2 separate regions of the Gossypium hirsutum genome follow, and region 2 is linked to region 1. The links are chromatin contacts, called in public Hi-C maps. All regions are on one chromosome and are shown on one strand. The core of a region is the stretch at or near the end of the contact, and the rest is flanking DNA. Distances in the headings are between cores, read along the strand shown. Region 1 holds the start of LOC107893687 (probable 6-phosphogluconolactonase 2). Region 2 holds the start of LOC107894522.

Region 1 (5,928 bases), core at 2,459-4,958:
CTGAACCAGGAAAAGCTTTTCCATTAAGACCCCAACTTTTATTTTCCTCTCCTTACAGAAAAAAGGATTCAACTTTGCCATCTCAAAAAGGTAAAGAGAGGAAGAAAAAAAAACAAAATAAAATGGTGAAGTTATAAGAAAATAAAAAGGGATAAAAGAAGTAGGAACTAATCGAGGACGAGGGTCGACGGGGTTTGAAAAACCTCCACTACATACAAACATACACTTTGGCAAAAGAAATAAATTCAACCCTACTCTGAAAATTGAAGATTGTCCAGTTTCGATGCAGCTGGTTTGTCCAAAAACCATACCAACTTCCCTTTTGTTGGTTGGACTAACCGTGCAGGCAGTGACGGGCAGTTGGGTTCGACGTTGTCAATTGCCAAATGCACAGCCTCTGCTTTGCTCTCTCCTGTTACGACTATTGCAACGTTGGATGCTGAATTGATGACGGGCAAAGTGAATGTTATCCTCTCAGGTGGAGGTTTAGGGGAATCGGTGATGAAAGTTACCCATTCCTCTGTCTCGTCAAGCACTGCATGATTAGGGAATAGCGAGGCAATGTGACCATCAGGGCCCATGCCGAGAAGGATAAGGTCAAACTTGGGGCAGTCACTAATGTCGGAAACACTGACCATCCTTGTTTTAACTAGCTGCCGAATAACAAACATGTATTCGTCAGCAGCCTCCTCTGCTGAAACCGAATCATTGATAGAATGAACATGGCTGGGAACAATCGGCACCTGCAGGAAATACCAGGCATAAGCCATACGAGCGTGTATGTTATATGGCAGAAACTCAAACAAAACAAGCTGAAGCATAACTTTTCAATCAAACTATCTACCAATGAAAATATCGGTGATACATGACAGCAAACGCAAAAGGAAGCCCTTTTGACGCTAATGTTTATGCTGCGACTCATTACAATAGCTTTTCCATCACAATCCAAAAATTTGGTGAAACAAACAAATAAAGTAGTCGAACTTTTACCGTATTCAAATTTAGTTCAAAGCTAATCAAATCATTTGGCAGACTAGCTATGCAAATGGATGCAAACCATGACTAACAAGTAACAAGCTAGTTTTTATATTTAATGTTCGAGGTAACACACCATGAAAAAAGGATACATCAAGTTTTACTTTAATTTATAGTGTAAGATACGAGAAAAAGTTAAGAAAAAGAGAGGAGACAAGGGATAGACAAAGAAACAGTAAAAAGATCAGTAATTCCTAAGAATCTCAAACTTGTCTGATCCTAAATATCAAGAGAAATTACTTAAGAGGATCCAAACATAAAATCTCTTCCATCTTTGAACAAATGAATCCACAAAAACTGCAAAATGGCAGTTTCACTGTAAGGCCTTAAGCTTTTCAGAACCATCAATCATCTTGATTATTTTGATAATTTCTGATATTAGGGATATGCATCCCTCACGCTATCTTTACCTAGGCAATGGAGTTAGCAACTGGAAGAAATTAAAAAGTTCCGAGAACGATAGGACCACCAGTACAAGTTCTTCAAATCATGTGAACAATTTACACTTCGATATTGTCTTCACAAAAAGGAAAAAGCACACTTGCATTATGCATTTGTTTTATTATTATTTTTTTATGTAGTGGTGAGTCAAAGATGGCACCGTGAACAAGCGAAAAGAGAACTTAGAGTAGCACCATGCAAATAAAACATGAAGGTGAAATTTTTTTCCCCAGAGATAAGAAGGTTTTTTAGTAAAACCAAACATCTAGTTCAATATCAGACCTAATGCCTCATACTTTCTAAAGCATATACTCGATTTAATATCCAAAGATAACCACAACACACAGAAGATGAATTCAACAAACAAACATGGGAATCTTCAAAACTAAGGAACCCCGAATCCATTACGGAATGATCAGCTAGTGCAGCATCAACTAATATACCAGTTAACATAAGTCTGTCCCAAAATCAGAACACAACATAATTGATAAGGAATTCAAGCATAAATACCTTCAAGCAAAGGCTAAAATTTCAAGATCCGAAGTCTGGACCAGTCTAATCACTGAATATCGAAGGAACACATCCTACTAACAAGCATCATCTTCTTACCAAAAGTTCCTTCCACTTGGTTCTTGGAAAGCTAAAGGAAACCAAAACATAAAATAAAGTACAAATTCATATACGAACCTTGGAAAGAATGCCATCCTTTGCAAGCTTATAATTGCTGTCTGAGTGGTTTTTCGCAACAACGCGTTCATCTGCCCAAAATATGTACCATTTAGCCCAGTCTACAGTCTTGTTATAAGGTGCTTCACACAGTTTCCTGTTCGCCAACAAAAAGCTTTAATGGAAGAACACCAAAATTACAAAACAAAAAGCATGGAATAAGGAGTGGATTGATACCCCATTAAGCCAATGAGAGAACCACCAGACAATGCTATGGCAAACACACCTCTCTCCTTCACTGCAGCTTCTGATAACTCAACAATATAGTCAGCTAAATCAGTCCTTAGCTCATCCAAATTCTCAAGAATCCTCAATTCCCTCTATCATTTTAACCCCAGAAAGAGCCATGCTTTTTGACAATTTTACCGACTCTAAACATGAAAAAAAAGGATCAGAATTAAGAATATTATAGAGCCTATAATAACACACAAATCTCCATTCAAAGTAATTTATCCACCAAAAAATTCAAGATGAACAATGAAAACAAAATGTAGCCATTAATCCTTGCACCTCAAAGTCATTAAGTTAAAATTAATGAGAAACCAAAACTTCGGATCATGTTAAACAGTCAACAGAACCTATGGTTCAAAAGTTACAAAAAAAAAAAAACCAATAACACAGTTTAAGATTCAATAAACAGAACCAGAAACAACCATGTGATAAATTGACAAAAGCCCATCACTTTATGCGTAGAGTTTGAAACTTTAAATTGAAGGAAAAAAGGAAAATCCAACAAAAGGGTATTGATCATCACAATTAGAGATCAAGCAAAAACCAAAACTTTAAGCTAATTGATATGTCTCAAGTAGATGAATTTCACATTCAAACCAATTAAAACTCAGAACATAAAAAAGGAAAAGGAAAAAAAAAGAGGCCTGATCAAATAAAAAAAATCTAAAATTTAAGAAAGGGAAAATGCTTACAAAGAAGAACAAGAAAGAAAAGAAAGAAGGGTAGTTGCAGAGAAGCAAAATGGAGATGGTAGATGGGATGATCAACAACAAATGAAATAATAATTATATAATAATTACAACACCAAAAAAAAAAAAAAAGAAGAGAAAAGCTGTTACAGAAAAGAAGCTGAGGAGAATTTACCTTCTGGGTTTCCACGTGCAACCAATGAAATTTAACAAAAACACACACAAAAACGAAAATAAATGTTTCTTTCTCTCTTTTCTATTGATTAAAATTGTAATTTATTAAAAAATTAACAAAACCAAATTAAATTTGTTTCTTTATCTATATCTCTTTGCTTCGCCCTTTTTGGTTTTATGAGAGTGGGAGATGAAGCAGAGAAAATCTTTGTTTCCTAAATACTCTGCTATTACATCTCCCTTAATTAATGTTGCCACATCAATATTAAATTAAAAATTTTATTTAATAATTAAATGGAGGTGCCGTTTTTGGAAAGAAAATGAAGAGCAAAAAAACAGGGGAGAATTGAGGAAAAGAAGCAGAGTTCCATAAGACTAAACCAAACACTTGCCCAACTAAATTGCTGACAAATGGACCAATGGATCTTTTTGTCTTGTAAGAATAAAACAATGATTTTTTCCAATTTTTATTTTATTTTCCCTCTATCTATCTCTTTGATTTCTTCTTCTTCTTCTTTTAATTTAAAATAATTGTTAGAAAATTTAAAAAAAAAAATCTGCCACCTTTGCTTTTATTTTATTTTTTTTTCTTTGCATTTTCTTACTCTCTTTTCTTAAGTTTGTTAGAAAATTCCTTTTTAGTTGTCTCCCCAAAACCAGCTTCTTTACACTTTTATATATATTGGTTTGAGATATTTAAACCCAAGTAGAATCCTTAAATAGAGAGCAAACTCAACATTATCTTTTAATTTATAAAAAAATTTATATAGCAGGCTTTTAATTCTTTATTATTTATTCATAACATATGGTATATATCATTACATTTATCCCATACATTCTTTTAGGGTAAGTTTAAATTTCCCAATGAAACTTTACTCAAGTTTGAGTTTTATTATATATAAATGTGTGAGTTTTATATTAAATTTATTTTGTTTAATTAGTTAGAGTTGAGTTAATTGTTCATTTTAGTTTTTATAATAATTGATTTTATTGGCACATAACTTAAAAAAAATAAGCCTTTTTTTATTAATTTAAAAGTAATAAAATAAAAAATAAAATTTTTATATTAAAAGTTATATGTTTTTATAATCAAATTTAAATAAAATGATGTACTAATTTTATTATTAGAGGTGTTGATTTTGCTTTATATTGTTATTATGTTTATATTTTTATTTGAAAGGTAAAATATCTGTTTTATATTTCATATCATCAACTTAAGTTCATTTAAATTCATTATTATTTATTATTAATAATATAGTGTAGATTTCTTTTAAGGTTAATATCTTTACCAATGAAACCTAACTTGCTTTATTGAACTATGTAGTTCTTTGAGAGCTACTTCTTAGCTTTACCACTACAACATGTGGGGTGCAATGAAATTAGTGTTTAAAGTTGTGCTTTCCCATGTCATTATTTCATTTTACATTTATGTAAATACTCAATGATTATACATATAATGATTTTTGGGCTACTTTTTCAATATTAATTTGTAAAATTCAAGGTCTTGAAATTATGGAAACTGAAAATGTAATAATGTATAAATAATAATATATAGGGGCTTTAAAATAATATGATTTTTTATAAATAATAAAATTATTTGATGTGAGAATTGGTGATTCGAGTCGATAAAGAAAAATATTACAATAAATTGGTTTTTTATTCTCTTGATTGTTTTTCTTTTGTTATACCAATTTTTAATGGTGGAAGTTATAAATTTTTTATTTTGCTTTTTCATGTCTGTAATCTTGATAGATAGGCTAAAAATTAATTTATATATAAATAACTTTGATTCGGTAATCCATCAAATAATCGAATGAAAGGATAAGATTTCATTTGTTATTAAAGTAAATAATTACTTAATACCTTAAATTGGACCACTTGATTTTAGACTTAATTTGAACTAAAATATTATTGTAACAAGTATTAAGTTAAACCCAAATTAAACACATAAAACTAATTTCTATAATAACATTTCACTGAAACAAATAAGTTTGTTGTGGAGTTAATTTGTTTTGTTACATTTTAACTTTCTATAACATATTTTCAATTATAATAACAACCATAATGATTTACTAAATTAACTATATAACAGTTTCTCTTCTCATATTTTAAAACAAAGCTATACTAAATTCATATAAGCAAGCATATATATAAATCATTATAAAATCACCATTTTTTCTAAAAAATGTGCTGGAAATTGGTTTTATAAAACATATGTAACGGCAGGCAAAATTAAATGTCTGATACATTTAATATATAGTTAAATTGCTAAAAATTTTGTACCTCAATATGTGTAATTTAACATGTTTAAAATTAATTGTAAGTGAATGAGAAAATACTGTCAGCTTTTTTATGGTAAAAATTTCTAACTTGAATTACAAACTTGTCTTGTTATTTGGATTATGAGCTTGTAAAATAAAATATTTTTAGTGTGTTCAGTATTTACAATACATGAATTAATGAGTGTCATTCATGAATTATGTTCTTTGGTCATTCATAAAATTATGAATATGCATGAATGTTATCATGCACATTCATTAGTGTAGTACATTACTGCATTAATAGTATTTATGTGTTTTGAATATTATGTTGGATGATTAATGTTAGAGCCTCTAAGCTCTATAATTAGGTG
Region 2 (5,928 bases), core at 1,734-4,233, 230 kb after region 1:
CAATTTTTTGCATGAATGTGTATGTTTAAGTCTGATAATGCCTCATACCCTATTCCGGCGTTGGACATGGGGGGTGTTACATATGTGCCTAACCAATTTTTCATCATTGACACCAAAATTCAAATACTTAAACAATTCAAAATTAACAATTCAAAATTTAAAGCTATGTTGTCATGTCACAAGCATATATCAAATGATAGCATATAAGCTCGTAAACTACCTTACATTCAAGACAAAACTTACCATTTCTCTACTCATCTATTTACATTCAAATGTACCATAACTTAACCACCTAAATAAGATTTATACCAAGTGGCCAAATAGTATAACAACACTATAATCACACAATGTCTAGAACATGATCACATTAAACTATTACAAAACATAAACATTATTTTATCAATCTAACCATTACCACATATATGAAACAATCAAAACTTATACAATTTCACCTATTACATGACAAGTTCCGCACCAGATTTGGATTTTCATAGCAAACCATGAACAAGCAAAATATTAACTTAAAGAAAACATTCATCACACAAGTATAAAACATACCACTTGTAATAAGTACTTAAAACATATACGAGATACTCCTATTACATGCCACATATCCCAAAATAAACATTTCCAAAGACTACTGAAGATAGTTGGATAGTGTGATCTTCCACTTGATCTGATTGCCTGGTTTCGCAAAACAAGATTTACAAGAAATCAGGAAAAAACAAAACAAGTAAGCTTTTAAGAGCTTAGTAAGTTCACAGGTTGAAACATTATAACTTATCGTATAACCATAATTTTATAATTAACAAAATCAATAGCTAACATTAACCCTGTCAATCACAGCCATTCAATAGGTGAGTTTCATAAATACAAGTCATTTAATCACCTCATTTATACAATATCAATCGTTAACAAGTCACAATAAAATATCGAAAACCATAAACACTTGTTCAAGTCCTTCACAAGAAATCATAACCAAATATCAGTTAACTATCATCATTAAATCATTTAACCATTAAAATTCAGCCTGACGAATGGTATAACATATACAGATACGCATTACCACCGAAGCACACCAAAAATGCTCAAACGAGCTAAACCACCTGTGAACACACCTTGATACCAAGTGCCTAGCCCATAGGCTAACATTCCTCCAGTAACACACCTCGACACCAAGTACCAAGCCCAAAGGCTTTACATCTGCCACCGGTAACACACTAAAAACACTATAAATATAACACGATAGTTCGTAAGAAATGATGGACTTCAGTATCTCATCTCATCTCAGACCATACTCGTACAGTGCGCAATATAAACTATTGACATGCCAATTGTATCCTATCGTATATTTTATCTGGGCTCGATATAAAAAAGCGCATAATAACTTACAATTCGATTACATTTCTCACCTTGAATCACTTTTATAATTATTTCATTAAATATATAATTATTCAATACATCATAAATCACATGTCATTAAAATATTGCAAATTATACTAAATTAAACCGTATAAACTTACCAGTGACCAAACTGGAAGAATGATTGAAGTTTAGGAACTAATTTGCAACCTTTCCTTTTCCATGGTTATCTATTGAATTTTGATCTATAAAGTAATTTATTTCAATTATTAGCTTCTACTTCATATATTCAATTTAGTAAAAATTCCCTCCTATTAACAATTTTTACACAACTGCCCCAATTTTTACATTTTTTTCAATTTAGTCCTTAGAACCAAAACATGATTATTTTCCTAATTAGACCCTATACCATTAAGACCAAATACTTAACTACTCTAAACTAACCCCATAATTCTAAAATTTTCAAGAAAATATTCATATTTTAACTTATTTTTAATTTAATCCTTAAACATGAAAATTAATAAAATTCCTTTTCAAATTAGTTCAAAATCATCATCAAACTTCCAGACAAAGCATAAACAACAAGAAGGCTTCAAAAACAACCATGGCAAGTTTCTTATACTTTGATAGTTTTGTAATTTAGTCCCTACCCTAATTAGATTTCATTACAACAATCTAAAAAACATAAAATTCATGAAAAACTGATATCAAATACACTTACATGGAAAGAAAATTGGTAAGACCGAACCTTCCTTTCTTCCTAACAATGGCGTTCGGCTAGGAGATGAAATAAAGAAAATAATGGATGCCACTTGGTTTTTGTTTCCACATTTATTCATTTTATTTTATTAACATTATTTATTAATTTAACATATATACTATAAAAACACTAATGTTTAAACGGCCACTTACACTAAAAAAATTATAATTGCCCTTTTAAAACCATGAAATATATTTTTATACTTTATTAGCCCATTATAATTAATAATGATGGACTTTTGCACATTTTATAATTTAATCTTTTTTCTTTAATTAACTATCTAAACATTAAAATTTTTGGACCAAAATTAAATATACCTATATAACAACTCCGTAAACATTTATTAAATATTTATGGGCTCAGTTTATAGAAACGAGGTCCCGATACCTCATTTTTCGAAACCACTTAACTTTAAGGACAACCCACTTGCACTTAATTATTCTTTCAAATAGAAAAAATTATCAGATCATAATTCTATATAATACTATATTTGGCTAGTAAATATTAAATAAGAATAATATTTACAGATTTACATATCAGATTTATAGTCCCGAAACCACAGTTTTCAACACCACTGAAAAACAGGTTGTTACAAAAATACTCTAATTGTTTATTTAATAAAGTATAATTACACCTTTAAAAAAAGTTTTTTTCTAAAGAAAGTTTGAAAGTCATTACGGCTAATTATCGGTGTAATTACCCAAAGTCATTATGGCTAATTATCGATGTAATTACCCTAATTCTTTGTAAAAAAAATTAAGCAAAACACTTAATTCATTGAAATCCACTAATTACAAAAGTTATCCAAACATACCGTACATGTGGAATTAAAAATATTACATCCAAAAACTAGTGAAGAAAATGGAAATTTCTCCGAATACCGGTGGTGACAGAAATTTTTTGGAGGCTAACAGTGGTGAAGGTTCTCAAGATGATGCTGATCGGAATACTAAGAAGGTTCGATTTAAAGACGCCAACAAGGATGTGGACACAAACATGTTGGTTGACCCAAGTCCGATTCCAACTTTGTCTTAGAAGGATAAACTGCTAAGGAATAGAATCGGTAGTTTTGGGAAGACTACATTGTGGACTCTGGTGTGGGGGTGATGATGATCTTGAATTTTTGGAAGGAGATATTAATAGATCTATAGTTAATAGGATTCATGCTATCAGTTTCTCAAATAGAATTCAACGAATACTTTTCAAGGAAATGGAAATTATAGTGGTTTTGAAACTGCTAGGGAGGAGTATTGGACATGTGGCACTGAATAATCAGATCAATAGCCTTTGGAAACCTACAAAGCCATTCCATCTCATGGATATAGAAAATGGGTATTTCTTTTCCAAGTTTCAGTGTACCAAAGTTTTCGAGAAAGTTTTATCGCAAGGACTTTGGTTAATCTACGGTCAGTACTTGACTGTCCAACCTTGGACCAAAGATTTTAATCCCCTGCAACCATATCCAAGAATGGTGATGGCATGGATCCAACTGTTGGGACTCCTAAGTTTCTTGTATAAGAGGAGGGTCCTTGAAGAAATAGGTGGGACTATAGGAAAGGTGGTAAAAATGGATTTCAATACAGATAGAAGAACTAAGGGCCGATTTGCTCAAATGGCAGTTTATGTAAATCTCAAAAACCCTCTTGTGTCACAAGTTCTAGTTAATGGAGTTCTCCAGAGAGTGGAATACGAATCTCTACCAACAATCTATTTTAAATGCAGGAAGTATGGACACACCAAAAATATTTATGTCTTTTAGGAGTAGAGTTCAACAGTGGAGAAAGAGCGGACGAAATCTACTTCGAATGAGGCTGTGGGTGGAGGAGATGGTGTATTTATGGGTCGTGGATGGTGGTAGAGAAAATATATAGGTGAAACTCAATGGACACTTAAAATTGGAAAGCTGATTTTTTGGGAAATGAGGGTTCGGTTTCCAGATTTACTGTGTTGTTTAGACTACAAATCTCAGAGGGTCTGGAGGTTGATATGACTAATGTAGCACCTAGAGAAGCAGCGAGAAACAAGGGAAAAATTAAGGGGAAAAGGGGTTGATTCAAGGGTTGGCAAAATTTTGTAAGGGTTTAATTTAATGAAGGGAAATTTTTCAACAAATGATAGAAGGAATAGGGAGAAGCGGTGCCCTTGAGCCCAATAAGAAATGAGGTAGCATTATTAGATAATGTGGGCCTAGATATTTTTGGACTGATTTTAAAGTCTTTTGGGAAAAAACCAATCGTGAACATTGGGCAATCCATTATAAGTAATGGGCCAGTTGAAGCATGTAACGCAGATTCAAAATCCATTAAGAAAGTGTATACTGCAGGCTCTTCATACACCAAGCCATTTGCTATAAGGGATGAGATAGAGTCTAAAGATCCGATGATTATTCCTCTAAGTGACAATCAATAAGGTCTTCCCATTTTTTAAAATTCCAATCCGACAATTCTCTAATTGGTTTTGGAATTTTTAATGCAATTTCTAATTATTTTAATTCCTCTTCATTAATTGTTTCTTGTCTTAACCTCATTTTTGAAGGGTTAAAAGAAATGGCGGTAAAGTTGAACAATGCAATGTTGGATACCAGAAAGCATTCAGCAGTCATTTTTAAAGAAAATAATTATCAAAATAGGGGAAATTTAGAAGGTGGTGAAGGTCATACTAATGGTTGCGATAAGACTTTTGTTTCTAAAGAACGTGATCCATGAGTCAAAGGTAGCCAAATAAGCAGTGGAAGGAGACTTAATCGAACAATTCGAGACCATGGGGAACAATTTAAATTAGTTAGTAATTACAAGGTTTCATTAACTGACTTGATGAATTCAATAGTTGAGCCAATTAGTGCTCAATTAAACACAGAATGTAACAGTCTGGTTTTGACCCTAGTTTGAATAGTGGTTTCGGGACCACATATCTGAGTCAAAAAATATTTTTAATATTATTTTTGTACCTATGATAAGTGAATTGGCATGTGTGAAGATCTTGTGTGAAAATTTAACTGTTTGTGTGCTTAATTTGCGAAAAGGGCCTAATCACGTAAAAGGTAAAAGTTGTGTGCTAGTTGTTAGAGTGCTTATATGAATTGGCTTTCTAAAGCAAAGGTCCTTATGTGATTATTTGACCATTGGGAGTTTGAATGGACATAAAAGGGCATGTGTTAGGTGAATTTATAATGATTTAATAAAGGTTATAATGGTCAAATGTTTAATAAATTAATATATGTTATAACAAAACATGAAAATAGGCATTATATGCTTTGTTTGTGCCAAAAATTGAAGAACAAAAAGAAAAGACAAAGATTTCTAAGGTTCGGCTAGTTGGAATCTTGAATTAAGGTTTGTTTTTGATCCGTTTTTAATAATTTCTATGTTTTTGTGATCGTTGTTAAGTGCTCTAGCTAGCCCATTCTTAAATTCATGAAATTTTTGATGATTTGGAAATGTGCCATGGATGAATTCATGAACTTGATGATGTTATATGTTGTAATATGAAAGCTTGATGTTGGGTTTACACGTATTGTCTTTGAATTTTTGATGAAATTGAGTAGTTTGGCTAGATGGTAAAAATGTTATTTTTGAGGAACTAAAATGTGAAATAAATGAAATGTGTGGTCTAGTATGAGTACTAGAAGAATTCGGCTAAGCTTGTGTATATGCAAATTATGTGTATTTTGTGATTTTATGAATTAGGGACTAAAGTGTCAAAATGTAAAAATGTGAGGGCTCTTTTGCAAAATGCCCTAATTGTGTGTATATGGATTGTTTTGAATGCTTTGGTGAATAAAAAGGTTAATTTTGAATACATTTAGA

Evidence for each region. Hi-C and Micro-C count contacts between places; a contact is called where the count stands out from the background.
Region 2: a Hi-C map of leaf shows a contact between it and region 1, with 4 times the contacts expected there. The contact joins the promoter of LOC107894522 here to the promoter of LOC107893687 in region 1. A contact is called at or near these places in 11 of 34 Hi-C or Micro-C datasets (callus, hypocotyl, leaf and 1 more).

Annotation. Positions count from the first base shown.
Region 1 is chrA13:29,641,138-29,647,065 of Gossypium_hirsutum_v2.1, forward strand. LOC107893687 (probable 6-phosphogluconolactonase 2) reads right to left here and starts at 3,709. Exons shown (of 4, transcript XM_041086030.1): 1 at 3,298-3,709; 2 at 2,380-2,449; 3 at 2,164-2,299; 4 at 1-743. The coding sequence starts at 2,384. The coding sequence ends at 252.
Region 2 is chrA13:29,869,615-29,875,542 of Gossypium_hirsutum_v2.1, forward strand. LOC107894522 reads left to right here and starts at 2,984. Exons shown (of 2, transcript XM_016819786.1): 1 at 2,984-3,134; 2 at 3,253-3,881. The coding sequence starts at 2,984. The coding sequence ends at 3,881.